Linked DNA regions of Mus musculus: regions 2 and 3 are each linked to region 1. Evidence: chromatin contacts called from public Hi-C and HiCAR-type data. All regions are on one chromosome and are shown on one strand. The core of a region is the stretch at or near the end of the contact, and the rest is flanking DNA. Distances in the headings are between cores, read along the strand shown. Region 1 holds the start of Tmem67 (transmembrane protein 67). Region 2 holds the start of Otud6b (OTU domain containing 6B). Region 3 holds the start of Pip4p2 (phosphatidylinositol-4,5-bisphosphate 4-phosphatase 2).

The links. A called contact is a pair of places that touch in the nucleus more often than the background predicts. HiCAR-type assays count read pairs that join an accessible place to other places.
Region 2: a HiCAR-type map of astrocytes shows a contact between it and region 1, with 15 times the contacts expected there. The contact joins the promoter of Otud6b here to the promoter of Tmem67 in region 1. A contact is called at or near these places in 5 of 39 promoter capture datasets (cranial neural crest, embryonic stem cells, hippocampal neurons and 2 more), 1 of 484 Hi-C or Micro-C datasets (CD4 T cells), 5 of 115 datasets of contacts at active chromatin or transcription factors (astrocytes, embryonic forebrain, large pre-B cells and 2 more) and 1 of 9 other capture datasets (adipose tissue).
Region 3: a Hi-C map of B cells shows a contact between it and region 1, with 7 read pairs. The contact joins the promoter of Pip4p2 here to the promoter of Tmem67 in region 1. A contact is called at or near these places in 1 of 484 Hi-C or Micro-C datasets (B cells), 2 of 115 datasets of contacts at active chromatin or transcription factors (embryonic midbrain and pro-B cells) and 2 of 9 other capture datasets (adipose tissue and macrophages).

The regions. Positions count from the first base shown.
Region 1 is chr4:12,086,646-12,089,813 of GRCm38.p6, forward strand. It overlaps Tmem67 (transmembrane protein 67), which reads right to left and starts at 1,312. Exons shown (of 28, transcript NM_177861.5): 1 at 1,070-1,312. The coding sequence starts at 1,292. It overlaps Rbm12b2 (RNA binding motif protein 12 B2), which reads left to right and starts at 2,725. Exons shown (of 4, transcript NM_198957.2): 1 at 2,725-2,878; 2 at 3,018-3,082.
Region 2 is chr4:14,824,917-14,827,874 of GRCm38.p6, forward strand. Otud6b (OTU domain containing 6B) reads right to left here and starts at 1,497. Exons shown (of 7, transcript NM_152812.4): 1 at 1,375-1,497; 2 at 583-737. The coding sequence starts at 1,456.
Region 3 is chr4:14,862,931-14,865,956 of GRCm38.p6, forward strand. Pip4p2 (phosphatidylinositol-4,5-bisphosphate 4-phosphatase 2) reads left to right here and starts at 1,289. Exons shown (of 7, transcript NM_028264.4): 1 at 1,289-1,507. The coding sequence starts at 1,402.

The DNA of each region.
Region 1 (3,168 bases), core at 62-2,561:
AGGACTAAGTAGAGCCAGCACCTGTAGGAGTCTATGTACAACACACACGTCTTCATTCATTGTCATGAAAGCAATACAATGCAGAACACGTTTGCTCTTCACACTCCATCTTCTGACACAGTGATCCGCACTGCCTTAAGTGAGACTCTACCAGGCCTAAAGCAGGAGAGTTAACCAGTCTGAGATTCACAGCATTTTAGACTTCAGTAAATAGGAAAAGACTCATTCTGAGTAGTTAAGGGAGAACTAGACCAATCGATGCAATTAAGTCTAAAAGGACAATGTGAGCAAACAGAAGTCATCAACAATAAAAGGGACAGGTCCTAAGGGAATATGTAACCACAGATGCAAAGCCACGCGCTGGGAATGCAGAGGTAGAAAGTGAGGGAAGCCAGGTGTCCTGGCCCACGCCTTTAATCCCAGCACTCAGGAGGCAGAGGCAGGCGGATTTCTGAGTTCGAGGCCAGCCTGGCCTACAAAGTGAGAGTTCCAGGACAGCCAGGGCTACACAGAGAAACCCTGTGTCGAAAAACAAAACAAAACAAAAAACAAAAAAGAAAGTGAGGAAGAGACAAGAGTTCTCTTAGTTTCCAGTATATGTCACACAGATGTCACAACATCTCGGTTTCAGTTTCCTTTGCTTACAAAATCTGATTATAGTCACAGTTGCAAACAGCTTTAAATATCTTGAATTTGGAAGTAGAATTAATGGTCACAAGAGTTTACTAATTCACATTTCTTCCCTTGCTTTCCTGTCAGGGTACCTCACTAGACGCCTCAGGTTATTTCTTTTCTATTTCTATTCTACTTTTCTTAGGCGGCTTTCAGGTGCCATCCTAAGGATTCCCTGCCAGAGACTGACTCCGGGGAATGAGTTCCTGGAGGAGGGTAGGGTGGTGGCGCCTGGGTGACTGATCTCATTGTGTCAGCCGTATCCTCCCAGGAAACCCTTTCTTAGGTTTGATAGCTGTGCATTTTCTGAAACATTCTCCAAATAAAATGTCTGGAGTGCTGGCTGTCAGGAGTGCTTTATTTTGGTCAGAGTCCATCCACCCCCAAACCGCCTCACCTAGTGCATCCCGCCGCTGGTTGGCGCCACAGGGGGCACAGGAGAGCGCCGAGATGTCAAAGTACTGGTTGAAGTCGCAGGTCTCAGGCCGCCGGAAAGGGAAGGAGAAGATTTGTGCCCATGAGACTTCGCAGAGAACTAAGAGAAGGTAGGCGGTGCCAGTCCGGGATGAAGAACGAGATCTGACCGCCATGGCCGCCACAGGCCTTGTACGCGTCACCATGGTACCCATATCCTGGGTCCGCAGTCTCCAGCTCCCCAGCAGCCTCCTCGGTGAGTCCGCTGAGCTGATTGGACAACAGGGTTCAGAAAAAAAAAAAAAAAAAAAAAAAAAAACTCAACCTTGCGACGCCTGGTTGCTAGGTTACCACGCACGCGGGAAACAATGGATCAGACATATGCTAAATAAATTAGGGGCGGTTATTTAAAATGTATTTAAAACTCTGGGACGCAGTCAATTTACCGTGTCAGGAAATACTACTACAGCAATGGAAAATATATGGTTTTAGCACTTAAAAGTGTTTCATGAAAGTGGCAATCACACCTACATGACAGTTTACCCAGGGGATTAATTTTGACAACAAAGGAGGTGCCCTATGTTTTTACTTTTTTTGTTTGTTTTGTTCTGATTTTCGAGACAGGGTTTCTCTGTATAGTCCTGGCTGTCCTGGAACTCACTTTGTAGGCCAGGCTAGCCACGAACTCAGAAATCCCGCCTGCCTCTGCCTCTACAGTGCTGGGATTAAAGGCGTGCACCACCATGCCCGGCTTTGTTTTTACATTATTTAAAAAACACTAAGGGTAGGGATTGTTTCAAGTCCTGAGTTTGAGTTTTAGCAAAGCAATACAAACAGAAACCCTCATTGATTTTATATATAATACCTTTATGACAAAAGTCTAGGAGAAACCTTGCCTACTGAATCTTGATTTCATACTTTCTCTGTATTGTGCATAAAGCACCCTACATATACACCTCATCTCACTTGGTTTGAGAACCAAATTTGGATATACATGAATATTGCCTATTAAAGTGCACAGCCTTGCAGACTGTTAGCGCAACAATGCCTAATAAAAGCCTCATTCTCCCTTTCTCCCCTGTCCCTGGTTCTCCTCCCTCTCCCAGAGGATAACTCTATTTCCCATCCCAATAAACCCCCGACTGGAGAACTGCCACATAGTGTGATTGTTGGGAATTGTCACATACACCTAACAGCACAGTAATAAAAGGTTGAAGGGATGCTTTCTGTAATACATACTTTAGGTAAGGCAGCCCGAAGGCCTGTTGTAAATACAGCTTGCTTTTATCTGCCTATGCAACTGCCCTGTTTTTCTCAGGTTTAACAGAAATCACAGGAGAGGATGGAAAACTCTGCAGCTTTCCACTTCCAAAGCGGTTCATTATGATGAAAAGAAAAAAAAGAAACCTTTTTGATTTGTATATTTTACAATTGCCTCACATCCCCGCCCCCCAGTGGAAGTTTTCAGGGGTGGGTCAGGGGCTCACAGATTGCCTAGAAATAGAGCATGCACAAAACCATACTACACTGCAGAGAACAGCCTTCCTCACTCACACCCGCCAATCACTGTAACCGAAGCAGTACGTCTGCGCACGCGCGTTCAGAGCGCCAAGGGGTGGCTGGTTGGGCCTGGATTGCGCATGAGCAGAGAGACGGTGCATCGGTTTGTCCGGACCGGAGGGGAGTGTGGTCTCCATTTTCTTCCGGCCGTGTTGGGCCTGGTAGGCCGTGCGGAGACTGCGGCGTCGAGGAGCGTCCCTTCTCCGTTTGTGTGGTGTGTGGTGACTGCCCGGTGCGAAGCACTTCTCAGGATGCCGGGCATGGGGCAAGGGAGGGGGTGAGAGCCGGAAGCACGGGCGTGCTGGGCGGGGGGCGAGCGCGGCTGGTGCGGTTAGGGCGGCGCTCGCTGACCCCCGACTTCCTCCTGTCAGCCTCCGTGTGGCGGCGAGTGAGCTTCCTGGGATCTTGACAGCGAAAATCTCGGAGCAGCGCCTAGGTATTTCTTTTCTTTGCCATGTCCACGTTGGTAGCGGCGCGGGAAAGGCCGGTTTTCTCGGGCTGGAGGTGCGCAGAGCGGCGCGG
Region 2 (2,958 bases), core at 247-2,746, 2.7 Mb after region 1:
GGTCTACAGAGTGAGTTTCAGGACAGCTTTCTCTACTTAACTATAATTTCATATTTATTGTCCCATGTGGAGAAATTTATTCTAGGGTTGATTAAGAAGCTTTGCCGAGGTTACAATCTCATTCATCAGGAGTTCCTGACGAGCAGTCTCGGCTGCCAACTTTCACTCAAGGCAAACCTTATCTGGCAATAACTTATACTTTACATGGTTATTAGGTTAAGGAAGTAGGCACTTTTTTGCTGTTCTTCCATTTAAAAAAAGAAAATCTGCCCATAAACCTGGTCACAAAAATACTAAAGAAATGTACAGCTAGGTGTGGTGGTGCATGCCTGTAATCCCAGCACTTGTGAAGTCACACCAGTAGGATCTGAAGTTAAAGTTCAAGGTTTAGCCTCTGCTCCAAATCCACATGGGTGACAGCCTAGACTACAAGGCACTCTGTCTAAAAAAACTAATGTCGAGGAAATGTGATGTGTGACTGTATGACTCGATTTCAGAATTTTGAGACCGTATTCAATAAGCAGTTCAACACACTCAGACAGCTGTTTGCTCGGGCTCAGAGACAAGCTTCGCTCCCCATACCTTACTGTCCTTGAAAGTCAATTGCTTCAATTGCTCCAGTTCTTCCCTGTGTTTTTGCTCCATTTCTCTTTCCAATTTAGCAACATCTTCCGTGAGCTGCTTCCTCCTCTTTTTGTCGTTTTTGGGAACAGCGTTCTTCATTCCCTGAATTTTGGCTAAAAAAAGTCATCAAAACAGCCGTGTCAGAGCCCCCGGACCAAAAAGCGAAAAGCAGTTAAGAGGGTGGGAAGAGGTACAATTATAGAATGTAAAGTAATTATAGAAGCAATTAATCATGACACAACAATCAGCTACGGAGAAAGGTCCGGATGAGGCTTGCGACCCAACGTAAACACAATCTCGAATTTGTTTGGTTTGACAGGGCAAAACCAAGGTTAAAAAACTATACTAAGGTAAAACTTCTGCCTTTTAAATATCTTTCTCTGTGACCGACAAGCCAAGGAGAAGCAATTCAGACCACACCACTAAGGCCAGGCGTCGGGATCGGGGGCAGGAATGGGAAGGGAGGAAGAGGAGGTCCAAGACTTTGGTCTCCAGGCACATCACTCAGCAGCAGCACGTGCACCGGACCCGCTAGGGGTCCACGGCAGGTCGCACACGGGGACATCTCCGGGGACTGCAAATAAGGGGGTCGAGGGAATGGGGAAAGCTGGAGAAGACTGATCAAAAGTTATCTGAGGGAAAGCCTAGACGGATCCAGGACGTGTGCCCGTCCAGGTACCAGAGGACACACTCCACGCTCCCAGCCTTGGGTGTGGACGCCTCTTACATTCCCAGCCCCTTTCCCGTCACCTTGCAGCTCCTTCTTCTCCTTCCGATGCCTTCTCACCAGCTGCTCCTCATCATCGAGCTCTTCAGCCACGACCTCCTCCATGACGACCAGGCGGCCCGGCACCCGCGCTGAAGGAGATCCGCACCTCAGGAGGGCCAGCACCTCCCACTCCTCAACCCTCACCCGGGGCGCCATTGGCCGCCGGGAAGGCCCAGCCCCGCCTCAAGGCGGCTCCGGATCCAGGTCTAACCACTGAAACCGGGAGACGCCGACATGGGCTAGGGCGCCTGCGCGCTCGGACCGCTCTGGGCGGCGCGCCGGAAGCTGGGATTGTGCGATTAAGGACGCGCCCGGCGCTGGAGCAACCGCAGCACAAAGCTACGCGCCAGGCGATTGGCCCTGACGGGGCGCACGGAGATGACATCACGGACGTTCTTTCGCACAGCTTTCAATTTGTGCTTTAGAACGCTCCGTAGTTGTCCTCTTTGCCAAAACATGTTGAAAAGATTTTTTTTTTAATTTTAATAAAAGCGTGGTTTGTTTTCAATGAGGATCTTTACGTTATATTAGTCATACACTAGGGAATGGTTTGTTTTTTGTTTTTTTACAATGTGGTAAAAGGGGAAACGCTAAGTAAGGAATGCCTACTCTTGAAATAAGTGATGAAAGAGATAAAAAAGGACTAAGCTTAGTAAAGTCCATTTGCTAAATTCAGTTGTAAAACGATTAACAGTGATGTCAGGGTGTTTTGAAGATTTGAGGCAAGATTTAACAAATGTAACTCGTGTGCCACAAAAACAAATTAGCAAAGGCAAACAAGAATGCTCACGGAATGGTGGCAGGAGTGGAAGACTCAGAGTGTTGGTCCAGTAAAATTTAAAAAAAAAAAAAAATCTCTATTTAGGGCTGATTGTGGTTGTGTAGGCCTTTAATCCCAGCACTTAGGAGGCAGGCAGGCAGATCTCTGTGAGTTTGAGGCCAGCCTGTCTACATAGGGAGTTCCAGGATGTCCAGAGAGTTACATAGGTGAGACCCTGTCTCAAAAGTCGATAGACAGGGGCTGGCGAGATGGCTCAGTGGATAAGAGCGCCAACTGCTCTTCTGAAGGTCCCGAGTTCAAATCCTAGCAACCACATGGTGGCTCACAACCATCCATAGCGAAATATGATGCCCTCTTCTGGAGTGTCTGAAGACAGCTACAATGTACTTTCATATAATAAATAAATAGATCTTAAAAAAAATAGATAGACAAACATATTCTTTTTTATATATAAATGCCTGAGACAGAACAAAACAAATGAAGTTGAAATAATATTTCTGGAAATAATTGAAAACTTATTTCCAGAGATGAATAATGAACTGCACCTACAACTGTATAAACCTGTAAGGGGTTGTATTAGTCAGGGTTCTCTAGAGTCACAGAACCTATGGAAAGTCTCTATATAGCAAGGGAATTTATTGATGACTTGCGGTCTGTAGCCCAAACTCCCCAACAATGGTGAGCAGCAGCTGTGAATGGAAGTCCAAGGATCTAGCAGTTGCTCAGTCCCACAAGGTAGGCAGGTGAAGAAGACAGAGTAAATCTTCCTTCTTCCAACATACTT
Region 3 (3,026 bases), core at 39-2,538, 2.8 Mb after region 1:
CGAATGTCTGCTGTTTATACGGACTGAAATGTAAGGGGCAACTCCCAATCTCCGGTACAGCTATTTCACTGTGGGACTTTTCAGCCACCTTGAGCATGGAGACCACACCCTAGATACTTGGGGACACCTGGAAGGTGAGTAAATAATTCTTCCGAAGTCACTCAGAAGAACCTCAGCAGGAAAGCTATTATTCTGATTGCATTTTTATTTGGATGTGTTCTAAACTTTGGTTTGTTTCTGTTGTTTTTTTAAAAAATGTAAATCGCATTGGAATCAAATGACAAAACATCAAAAAAGGGTAACAAAAATGTAAATAGAAAATAAGACAATAAGTCTGTTGAGTATTTAAAAACATTTATTAAAAAAACTGTGTGTGTGAGTGTGTGTGTTGATGTAGGCCTGATGAAGGTATTGGATTCCTTTTACTAGAGTTACAGGTGGTTTGTGAGCCACGAAATGTGGGTGCTGAGAACTGGCTTTTGTGACCTAAGCAAGATCAGTGAGCACCTTAATCAGTGTGCTAGCTCTTCAGTACAATGACCTTTTTTTAAAAAAAGAAAAATCTTTTGTAGGAAAAAGGTTTAATTTTTACATTATACAAAAAAGCCCCATTATTCTACAAAAACTAAAATGACAGTCTATTTTGTAAAACGGAAGTTGTAAAAGTTAACACTTATGCTTAAAGTGCCAAAAATCAAATGTCAGCACTCTTATTCCTAAAAAAAAAAATCAAGGAAAAGAGGAAAGCCTAATGCGCAGGCACCAACATTTCTCAGACAACAGATTCTCAGCTATGGTTCATAACAAAGAAGAAACCTCTCCGAAGAAAATGATAACCCAAGAAATAAGTTTTCTTCACCCAGCTGCAAAGTTTACCAGACAAGTTAGACTCTCCTACTTCCTGGAGGAGCTGAACTTGATTGCTCTGGTTTTGCCCGTAATCCAGTACAGGCCTTTCAGTGCCTCTCAAAGCTGCTCTTTATCCTCGGTTCCCTTAGTTTAAAAGATTCCTCACCCTCTCTTTCCCTTTGCCCCTCCTCTTGCTTACTTGATCTCTTCCCCTCCCCCACTTCCTAATCAGTCCTCCCGTCTCCCCTTTTCTCAGACTGGCTGGCTTTCCCTCCACACTTCTTCCCTCCCTCCTCCTTCTCCTCCTCCTCCTCCTCCTCCTCCCGGGCTCTTTCTTTCCTCTCCAGTCCCCTCCCCCAGCATGCCTCCCGGCGTGCTTCCCTTCCCCCGGCCTCGCGGTCCCGCACCCTCCCCTCCCCCGCCTCCTGCCTTGTGACACATCCTGGGCCCTCCCGGAGGCCGTAGCGGCGGCGCGGCGGCATTGCTGGCCACCACCTCCTCCCTAGCCGCAGCCCAGCTCAACCCGCGGCCCGCCGCGCTGTCGCTGCAGTCATGGCTGCTGACGGGGTGGACGAACGTTCGCCTCTGCTGTCAGCATCCCATTCGGGAAATGTCACTCCCACAGCCCCGCCGTACTTGCAGGAAAGCAGCCCCAGAGGTAAGGCCGGCATAGACCTTTCTGCTTCTCGCAGAAACGTCTGGAAGGATGGAAGGATGAATGCCGGGGAGCTCTAGCGCGGAGGCGGAGGAGAGCTTCTCCCTTGGGCTGGGGGAAAAGGATGCCTTCCCAGGCTCTGCCTGCCTACCCGAAAGCCTGTCTGCAGGGCTTCGCTGCTGCTGCTTGTGGTGTGGAGTGTGTGCTTGAACACTTCCTTCCCAGCTTCAGGATCGGACATGAATTTTCCCAAGCTCCGAGCTGCTGTTTCCAAAGCAGCCCCTAAGTGCAGCTGGGCGGTGGTGCAGATCCTTCAGTCATTCACAAGTGCTTTCGGTTGCTGAAAAACACGGGGCACTGCTCACCCTGGCATCTGCCCTTGAGAGGACTTCAGCAGGAAACATCTTAGTCCCTTACACTCGGCCCCGGAGTGCAAGCAGGGAACTGCCTAACCAGAAGCAACAGAGTTTATCCCTAATATGTCCGAAATTCCTAAGCTACGGGCATTGCTGCCTGTAAGGAGTGTGTTTCATAGCTTCAGTGGTGAATGAAGAGCCTTCCGTTAGGAAGGAGGAATTTTTTAAATGCATGTCTGGGTGAGGTTGAAATTAACTTCTAAAAAGTTCCCCAAGTTTATACCGTATATATTTTTAGTTTTGTTTTTCAGTGTAGAATTAAAAAGGGATTTGGAGAAATGGTGTGGTGAAGGAGAAGTCTCTTTACCAAAGGATTCGATTTATTCAAGCACTGTCTTTGTTCAAAGTCTTTGGGAGTGTTTACTACGGTAGTCTGGAAGGCAAGCCTTACAGAGATCATTAAATATGGCACGTGCAAGCGTACCTTACTTCATCTTGCTCTTTTGGCTGGATGTGAATGAAGTTTAAAACCCAAGGAGGCCAAAGTTAATAGTGTTTTGGGAATATAAGCAGGTCACGTGTCTTGTAACACAACTTCTAAGTTCATGTCTGAAATGGGGCAGGGGGGGGCGCGGGGGGGGGCGGGAAACACTACAACAGGTTGAAGTTGTCTGGCATTTAACATTTCTTTTTAACATTTTATAACTTGAAAATCAACATTCTGGGTCTCAATCTATAAACAGAAGCAGAACAAAGGAAAACTGTGGTTAGCTGGGAGTAATTCAGAGTGATTGACAGCCTGAGAGGAAAGGGGCAAAGTCCAAGGGAACTGACACACAGAAAACGTACAAGTGACCCTTGTTGGCCAGAAGTCGGGGGATTTCCCTTACTGGCCATTTGATATTAATATTGTACTATCTAATCCTTAGTCACAGGTTCCTGAATGAGTGTTTCAGTTTTATTAATTTTTGTCTATGGAATAAAATTGATGATTTATTAAGGGACTGAGTTTGGACTGAAGTAATGGAAATACCTTTTCCTTATTTTAGTCAATCTGTGTTTAGGACAAACACACACACACACACACACATATATATATGTATATATATATATGGACCTGCATAGACTTCATTGTTCTCTATAGATTTCCTTAATTTGATCAGATT